2 separate regions of the Oryctolagus cuniculus genome follow, and region 1 is linked to region 2. A link is a contact called in public Micro-C data. All regions are on one chromosome and are shown on one strand. The core of a region is the stretch at or near the end of the contact, and the rest is flanking DNA. Distances in the headings are between cores, read along the strand shown. Region 1 overlaps MEGF11 (multiple EGF like domains 11). Region 2 holds the start of RAB11A (RAB11A, member RAS oncogene family).

Evidence for each region. A called contact is a pair of places that touch in the nucleus more often than the background predicts.
Region 1: a Micro-C map of ear pinna shows a contact between it and region 2, with 4 times the contacts expected there. The contact joins the enhancer-like site here to the promoter of RAB11A in region 2. A contact is called at or near these places in 2 of 6 Hi-C or Micro-C datasets (ear pinna and an unstated tissue).

What each region holds. Positions count from the first base shown.
Region 1 is chr12:88,926,939-88,931,072 of mOryCun1.1, reverse strand. MEGF11 (multiple EGF like domains 11) reads left to right here. Exons shown (of 25, transcript XR_007910143.2): 24 at 848-904. Among named protein-coding and RNA genes, the nearest start is that of RAB11A, 42 kb to the right of the region's middle. Within about 2 kb of position 2,107, at least 2 of the 8 cell types and tissues checked have an H3K27ac peak or open chromatin away from gene starts, as enhancers often do. A contact at or near this core is called in ear pinna, where this site is marked.
Region 2 is chr12:88,885,011-88,889,792 of mOryCun1.1, reverse strand. RAB11A (RAB11A, member RAS oncogene family) reads right to left here and starts at 2,592. Exons shown (of 5, transcript NM_001082251.2): 1 at 2,553-2,592. The coding sequence starts at 2,592. TRNAQ-CUG (transfer RNA glutamine (anticodon CUG)) reads left to right here and starts at 3,048; the gene lies at 3,048-3,119.

The DNA.
Region 1 (4,134 bases), core at 858-3,357, 42 kb before region 2:
GCTGGTGACGCTTTTCAAAGATAACTCAGTTATGCACACATGGCCCACCCCCAACAGGGGTGCCTTCAAACACTGGCTGTGGCCGGGAAGGACTGCTCACCTGTAAACGGGCTGGCACTACGGCTGTGACACCAGCATTGAGTCCTGGCTGCTCCACGTCACACCCAGCTCCCTGCTACTGAGCCTGGGAAACCAGCAGAAGGTGGCATGGGTACTTGGGCCCCCGCCACCCGGAGACCCAGATGTAGTCCTAGGTTCTTGGCTTCAGCCTGACTATTGCCATTTGGGAGGTGAACCAGTGGATGGAAAATCTCTGTCCCTCTCTCTCTCACTCTGCCTTTCCAATAAAAAGACTAATCAACAAACTCAGCCCTCTGACACCCCTCAGCTGAGCCTCAGATACAGAAGAGACAGGACCAGAGCTGAGAGGGGAGAAACCCATCCCAGAATTCACCAGCACAGGGGTTGGGAGGACCCTCTCCCCTCAAGCCAAGAACTGGTTTGCTTCATTCCTTCTTCTGTACCTTTAGGAGCCTGGAACTTCACCTCCAGCAGCTGCAGGTGGCATCAGCATCACCTTGTATTACCTCCTGAGAGACATTCCTGTCGGGTGAAGGTTAAGGGGAAGGCGTGCTGAATGTGCCAGGGGGCGCTGTGGCTCACCTCAAAACCATGAGCCTTTCCAGAATTTCTGTGTCCAAAATGATTTAGGGTCAATTAGACCCAGAGGAATTTTCCAGCAATAAACAACTATTTTCTTGGTAAAGGAGGAAGGGGAAAAAAGCCAGAGAAAAAGAGGAACACAAGCAGTATAAGTACACTCACCCCATTTTTCCTTTTTTTGCAGGTGTTTGTGGAATGGACAGACGTCAGAACACATATATTATGGACAAAGGATTCAAAGGTAGAGTATCCACCTAATCTGATATCCTGCTACAAGAGGGCTTAGCAAGATAGAGTGCAGATCTGAAATATCTGAAATGGCCAATTCCCAGGAGAAGCCACATGCATGTGCGGGCACACGCTTGCTCTTGCGTGCACTTGCTCTCTCTCACACACACACAGTTAAAAGATCACAGGAACTGGGGCTGCTGGGTAGCGCTGCCCAGGAGAAGCAATCATCATCATCATCATCATAAATTTATCTTTCAACTTCAGTTGCACCTGCTTAGCAAATGCTTGTGGGTTTTTTATAGATGCCAACTAAATGCCTTCGGAAATGTAGAACATCATTATCCAACCAATTAGTAGGAGTTAAATTGATTATAAAATCTGAAATAAAGTCAATCTACCTGCCCCAGAGGCCTCCTGTTGTTGCACTGGCGAGGAACACCACCCTGCACCTGCTGCTTTTCTGGGGCACGAGGAAGGAGAATGCTACCCAGTGTTAACACTGTATGGCATCCACCCTCAAGAGAGCTCTGTCCTGAGAGCAGAGGAGCCAGGACAAATCCCTCCCCTATGGGAGCTGCAAGTCGGATCACCCCTGTAGGAAGTCTACAGGTGACACCAACAATGAAAGGGCAGGTCCTGCCCCTGGCTTAGGCCCCAGGTTTAACTGTCAGAACTTATAAAATATGGAACTCTGGAATTCTGTCACTTATTAATGTGACCCTAGACTATGAGCTCTCCAGGGCTGTTTCCTCACGGTTGGGATAATTATGCCTGTCCTACTGTCTAATGCCTGTCCTGTTGTCTAACAAGGTTATCACGAGAATCCAATAAAATCAGAGATGGGAATCAGTTTCTGCATATTGTAGAGGTTGTACTAATGTAATGGGGCTGTCCTTTTGTCTGAGGTCTATTTACGAGGCTTGGCTAAACTCTGAAAGAGACGACACCAGAGGTCCAAGCGGCTATCCTTAATCTAGTGCATCAGTATCACCTGGAAAGCTCAGTGAACCTGCAGGTGCCCATATCCAGTTTCCTCAGGATTCTGATACAGTAGATCCCGAACAAGGCCCTGGAATCGGCATCTGTGAGGAATACCTCAGGGGATCCTCATGCGGTCATTACCAACTACAAACTATCATTTAGAAAACACTGGTCTAGACTGACCTGGATTTCCCTGATGACTGTTCTGGTCTGCCAGACTTTTTTTTTTTTTTTAAAGGTTTATGCATTTATTTATCTGAAAGGTGGAGTGTCAGAGACACAATCCAAATGGTTACAACTGGCTGGGCTGGGATGCAACCAGGAGCCAGGAATTCCATCAGGTCTACCATGTGAGTGGCAGGGGCCCAAGCACTTGGGCCATCATCTGCTGTCTTCCCAGGCACATTAACAGCAAGCTGGACTGGAAAGCAGAACAGGCAGGACTGGAAACAGCTGTCTGATAGGGAGGCTGGCATTGCAAGCTGCTGCAACGCCTGCTCAGACCTAACCTTAGATACACCTAACCGAGACACAACCATTTCCTGGATACCTATTAGAAGTGGGGTAAGCAATGGGAGGAGGGTGGTGGAGGTACTGTGTTCTGAGCAAGAGCAGGGTGACTCGCCATCAGCCTGTGTTAGGGTATGCAAATCATAAGGGACCCGGGCTAGGAGGTCATCCTCGGGCTCTCGCCAGCCCGTGGACACCACTTCCCCTGGAGAAGTCTTCTGGCAACTGTCCATGAGTTTTGCCTTGAACATCCAAATGGAAGGCAAGCACAATTTCAGTGAGTGAGACTGAAAACAGCCAGGACAGTGCCACCATTTCATCGCCGTGACCTAGTTTCTTTCTCATCAGGCACTGGAAACTGGGCAGAAAGATCTCCAGGGCCTTTGCAGCTCTGAGATTCTGTATGACTCAAGCATAAATAAGCTTGGGCAGGCCCAGACGCCTCAACAGATGAGCAAACAACTTTCCTATGAACTCTGCCATCCTGTGCACTGTGAGTAAGGCAGCTACTTTCAGACTCAGAACCATAAATGTGGAACAAAGCTCAGGAGAGCAGTGCCTCGGCCTCAGCGGCATTTCAGCGCTGTTTTATGGGAGCTTATGTCTGAGCCTCTCGATGCAGAGGGCCTTAGCAGCCAGGCAGCAAAATCTTGTTTTGCCACTCTGGCTACGAGTGTCCTTTAAATTATTAGGAAAGAGAGCTGTGAAGAAGGCAAGTGTACCAAGTGCTGGGGACCAACACAGAACAAGAAAATTCAAAAAGAAGAAAATGATGTGTCACAGTTCAGAACTCAACAGAAAAACCACATAGAATAAATCCCACTAATTCACTAAACCTCCAAATAAACACTGAACAAACTAATTTGCACCATACATGAAATTACTGCCTTAAATTATTAGCGACCAAACAAATCAGAACCCCTAAGACAGGAGTCTAAAGGATTCTGTGAACTCAGTGGGGGAAAGTCCTGGCCTGGGAGTTAAGAGACTTGGGTTTTGGTCCTGGTTCTTGTTGTGTGGTCCTGAATAGGTCACAGTGCCATTTCCTGGGTTGTGGTGTCTTTCTCTTTAAAAGGTCAAGGTTGTATTAGCACCATCTCTAAGGCCGTCCGGCTCTGACATTCTGAAAGCCTCCATCTAATTCAGCCACAGCAGCTCTTGGCTGCTACTGCGGAGCTGCACCGCTGCACTGTCATCCTGGAAGCTGAGGCCACTTCCACTGTGCAGTGCCTTTCTTTCTCCCCGCTGCAACAAACTGCTTCCTGTTCCTCCTGTCTGTCAGGCATCCAGAGTGCTACAGAGGGCTTCTTTCCCCATTGTTCTTCCTCCCCTTCACAATCCTGGAATACTTGAGCCCACTACTGCTGCCACTTCCCCAACTATAAGCTCCTCTCCGTCAGCCTCCACGGCTCTCCTGGCAGGAACCTCGGGTTCTCAGGGAGCTGGATGACATCCTGAAAACCCCCTTTGCAGCCAGTGCTCTCCTTCTGACCCTGAGACCATGCCATCCCCGCCAGCAGGGAAGAGCAAAAAGGCCCTTTATTAACAGTAGTGCTGTGAGGTGCATGTCTGGTGCTGGGTTTTCCCCAACAGTTAAGGAAGCTGGGCCTTACATGGATGTTAACATGAACCTAAGAGGCCTGGATAATTTCAGGTCCTACTCACAAGGTGGCCTTGACAGTTACTTCCTTCCTGGATCTCCTTTCTTTCTAAGATGAAGAGGTTTGGTTTACTTCAGAAGCCCCTTCT
Region 2 (4,782 bases), core at 1,343-3,842:
CCCCCCAACCAAAAGCTTCACTGCTGAGCTTGAGTGAAGATTAATGTGCAAGAACAAATACGTAATTTAGAATAACTGTCCTACGCTCCCCACATTAGATTCCCATTTAGACCACGCCGTCCCACGCTGATCCAAACAACCCTTCATTTCCAACTGGTTAGAGTTACAAATTAACTCCACTTCCTTCAGCTATTAAGTCTGCTAGGTAAGACTTCTTTGAAGTAGAGACAGCAATGGTTCATCTCAGTGACCAAATCTCTGTAGAAGGAAACCATTTTAAAGTAAAATTATTCTTGCCTAGCTTTAAAATGAGAATTGTATAAATAAAGAGACTGGCTAAATAATCAAGCATTGAAGTTAAGAAAAAAAAAAGGTGACTCATATCCTGTAAGAGCTTCGAAGGCATGGAAATCCTCCTCAGCAGAATTTTTAAACACCATATTTTAAACAGCACAACAAGATGAAGCCCTAACCCATGAACATAAAATAGTTGAAGTTCCTACTTCTATGCTTCTTTAATAATATGTAAATGCTCTTCCGTTTAGAAATAAAGTTCAAAAAACGGACAAGATCCACAGTAACTTCCTTCAATGCACTGAGCCCTCACAGGAGCTAAAGTCGTAACTGCCCGGCAGGCTTGATCAGCCAGTCCCGGAGTTTGCTTCAGAGCTGGGGCTCCAAACACTTAACTTTCCCAAGGTCGTAAACCCAAGAGCAGAGTGGAATGTGAACTCAGGTGTCTGTGGTTCCAAAACCCTGTGCTCTCAATGTTACAAGGATGGTCTAATTCCTGAAACCAGGATGGCTAATATTCTGGGGTTGTTTTTTTCCCCAACATTCCAGTTCCAAACCAATCAGGAGAAAAACCCTGAGAGTCTACCTTGCTCTAAAGTACTTCAAAGGTAGCTAACTGCCCATGACATTGTAAAGGATTTGAAAAACAAACAAAAACCTGCCTTTAATGACTAAACCCAAAAGGCTCCAGGGACTGAAGTAACTTCCCATCAATTCCGACGCCTTCTGCAAAAAGTACACAAACTAATGCAGGTCTCCTTTTCGTCTCTGTAAAGTGAACCGAGTGCCTTTTTCACTGTAATGACTTTCCAACACGGAGGTCGTAGACATCGAAGGTACCCAGCCTATACTCACCCTATACATAGAATATTCCACCTCGGAGGACTAAGGTAAGAGCATATTATCACCGAGATTTGCAAAAGTATTGGTAAAGCAAAGCAATGGTTCCTGCTTCCTTCGGTCAATCATTCTAAGCAACCAATGGCAAAGTCAGAAACAGTCACCGTGCTCACCACTCTTTCAACTCCGCCTCCACGGTAAAGCTTTAATAGCAATGGCTTCTTCCTCCCCGTAATGATCTTTGTTCAGCTCACTACTGATGGCTGCCCTCACTCAGGAGGGAGGACTACCAGAGCCGAGCGCAGCCACTGAACAAAAAGCATTTACTGGACTCGTCTCTTACGGAGAACTGAGCCCTTCACCTTCGCTGATTAAAAAACAAAAACTCTGGATTCTCCCCGACTCCTCTCGCCTCTCCCCACGCTCCAATTACGTACTGTCCAAGGGCACACACGTTCCCCTCTCTGATCACCACGGTTTAAATGGACCCGAAGAGCACACAAGTCCCCTCTCCCTCCTTTTGGGAAAGGTAGGCGGCCCACTAGGGCTCTTCCCTTCCTGTTGGATCCTCCCAGGGTTGCAGCAGGAAGCAACCAGTCCACAGTGATAAAGCAGGCTAGTATTTGTGCAGCGCGCAACCTTTCCTGCTCAGGAACTGGGCCTTCAGGTCTGGCCGGGATAACAGCCACCACCCATCCGCAACCCCTTCCCGCGAGCCGCGTACCGAGTGATCCCGGGTTGGCTGCAGCTGGGTCGGAAGAGGAGTTAAAAAAAAAAAAAAAAAAGGCTAGGTGGGAAGTCCCCGCCGGTCGGGCCACTGCGACAAGTGCACGCAGGGGTGATGGACAAGCCCCCCGGCCCTCGGCACAGAGTTCCCAACTCGGGGGTGGGCGGCGGCCGGCCCGTGAAGGCTGCGCGGCGGGTGGGGTGGGGTGGGGGCCCGAGCCGGGGAGCGGGGGGCGGCCGCCCGAGGGGAGGGGCGACGAGAAAGGCTCGCGCGGGGGAAGGGGACACGCAGGGAAAAGCCCCGCGGTGGGAGCCTGAGCCGAAGGGCAGGCCCAGGGAGCGGCCCGGGGCCTGTCACCAAGGCCGGGAGGGGATGGAGCCGGCCCGGGCTGATGCTGCGAGGGAGAGGTCGCGGGCGGGAGGGGCGCGGGGCCGCGGTGGGGGAGGACACGCGCGCACACACGCGCGCACACACGCACACAGCGAGGGGCGCCGAGGCCTGGCGGGAGGCGGCCGTGGGGACGCCGGTGCGAGCGGCCGTGGGAAGCTCCGTGCGGGGACGGCCGGACGACCCGCAAGGAAAGGAAGGGCTGAGGCAGGCCCATTTTGGGGCTGGGGCAGCCCGCACGCGGGTCCCCCGGGAGTGTCCCGAGCCCCCCGAGGGCGGACAGGGCCGGGGGCCACGGCCTCACCTTTGAAGAGGTAGTCGTACTCGTCGTCGCGGGTGCCCATGGCGCGGCCGAGAGGCGAAGGGGCGGGAGCAGCGGCGGCTTCGGTGGGACCAGGGGGCGTCGCTGCAGGGGTAACCCGAGCGCGGAGCCTCAGCTGCCGGACCGGCTGGAGAGCCCCGCCCTGCCGCTGCGCCACTTCCGGCAGGCCCCAGCCCCTGAGGGAAGTACTTCCGGGGAGGTGGCGTCCCGCCCCCAGCCGGGGACGGGCGGTGCGTCGGCGCCCGCTGTAGCGTCAGTCCTCAAGTCTCACCCTCCGAAAGAGTTTCAGAGGACGAAACCCTGAGTCCCGGCTTCCCAGCTGGTGCCAGTCGTAGTGGCCTCTTGTTCATTTCTGGCACCGCCCAGCCGGGCAGCGGGGCGCGGGAGCGCGTGGAACCCGCTTCTGATGGTTGGGTGTGCGATGGGGGCGGGGTTCTCTAAGGATTAGAGGGCCGGAGCCGGCAGCACACGCGTGGCGGTTCCATGGTGTAATGGTTAGCACTCTGGACTCTGAATCCAGCGATCCGAGTTCAAATCTCGGTGGAACCTGCTCAGCTTGCTTTTTCTTTTTCCTCCCCGAAGTCACATTTTTATTTACTTCACTTATTTGCATTTCAACAAATGTGACATACTGGGTCTTGCCTTTGGTAGGGTGAGAATTAGAAAAAGTAAAATATAATATTCGCCTACGAAGACCTCTGCCCCCTGGGGTGCTCGTCCTTGGCCTCTTCGCCCTCTATAGCGTGGACCCTCTGCCTCCAGCTTTGATTCAGAAGCTTCAGTGAAACTGAATTCCTCTTGCTGGAATTGCCCGTCCTCAGCCTCAGTCAGTACAGGATCCCCTCACCCGCTCCTCCCTGGAAATGTGTCGGATGCTCTCCATACATTGCCACCGTCCTCATCAACAGTCATCAGGAAAGAGTCCCATCTGGTGGCCGCCTACGTCCTCACCGGACAGGCAGAGCACGGGCTGCCCCTTGTCCTTTGACCCGAGTGATCCGCAGAGCTTCCTGGTATTTGGAGAATTCTGTGAATGCCAAAGAAAAGCCTCACAGACAAAGCCTCCCCCGCCCCTTAGTATCACAGTCCCACCGCCTGTGTGCAAACTCAGTTTACACTCTGGTCCAAAAGTGTCTGTGAACTATGACCCCACCCCCTATTGCCACCCCCACTCCCTGCTCCCCCACAGAATGCCCACCGCTGACACCTTGAGTTTCGCCCAGTGAGACCAGCATTCAAAAGTTTGTGATCATTGGTTAGGGCAGGAATAAAAATAAAATCGGGGGCCAGTCTTGTGGCGGGGCTAAGCCGCTGCCTGGGGCACCAGCATCCCATGTCTGAGTGCCAGTTGTAGTCCTGACTGCTCTGCCTCCGATCCAGCTCCCTGCTGTGAACGTAGGAAATCAGCAGGAGACAGCCCAAGAGCATGGGCTCCTGCCACCCTCATGAGCGACCCCAATAGCATGATGGAAGGTCTGTGTGTGTGTCTTCCTGTCATTTTGACTTTCAAATAAATAAAATATTTTTTTGGCGGCAGCTTTACCTGCTGCACCACAGCGCTGGCCCCATAAAATCTTTTTTTTTAGAAAAAACTAATACAGTGCTCTTTTCCATGCTTTCTCTGCCCAAATAAAGCGATAGGTGGTTTATCTAAGGTCCCGGATGCTACCTTGCACAGGTGGTGAGCGTACAAGCTGGGGGAGATGCAAGATTCTAGTATTACTCAAGAGGCAGCTATTTGCAGAACACCTATTCTGAACTGTTACATATTCATCAGACAGCCCTGGTGCCAGCCGGATTACGTAGACAAGAGCGGCCCAAGGAAGGCGGCTTAGTTCATTTCCTGTTGCCACAGCAGAGTACCTGCAACTGGCTAATTTAACAAGAAAAGATTTGGCTCGTGGTTTGGGAGGCTGGGAAGCCCAAGGGAGCGGTAGCAGCTTCCGGCAGGGCCTTGTGTTGCGTCCTTAGTAGAAAAGCAGGAGGGCAAGTGGGCAGGTGCAAACACCAGCAGCCACCTCACTTCCTAACACTCACTCTTGTAAGAATGAAGCCCCTACCTGGAGAAAGGCATTAATCCCACTTAATGGCCTAATCACCTCCTAAGAGCCCCACCTCCCACCCCTACCACTGTGGCAATCCAGTTTCAACTCAGGGACAAACCACATGGAAACCATAATGGAGACTGTCAGGAAGAAGAGTCTAGAAGGAT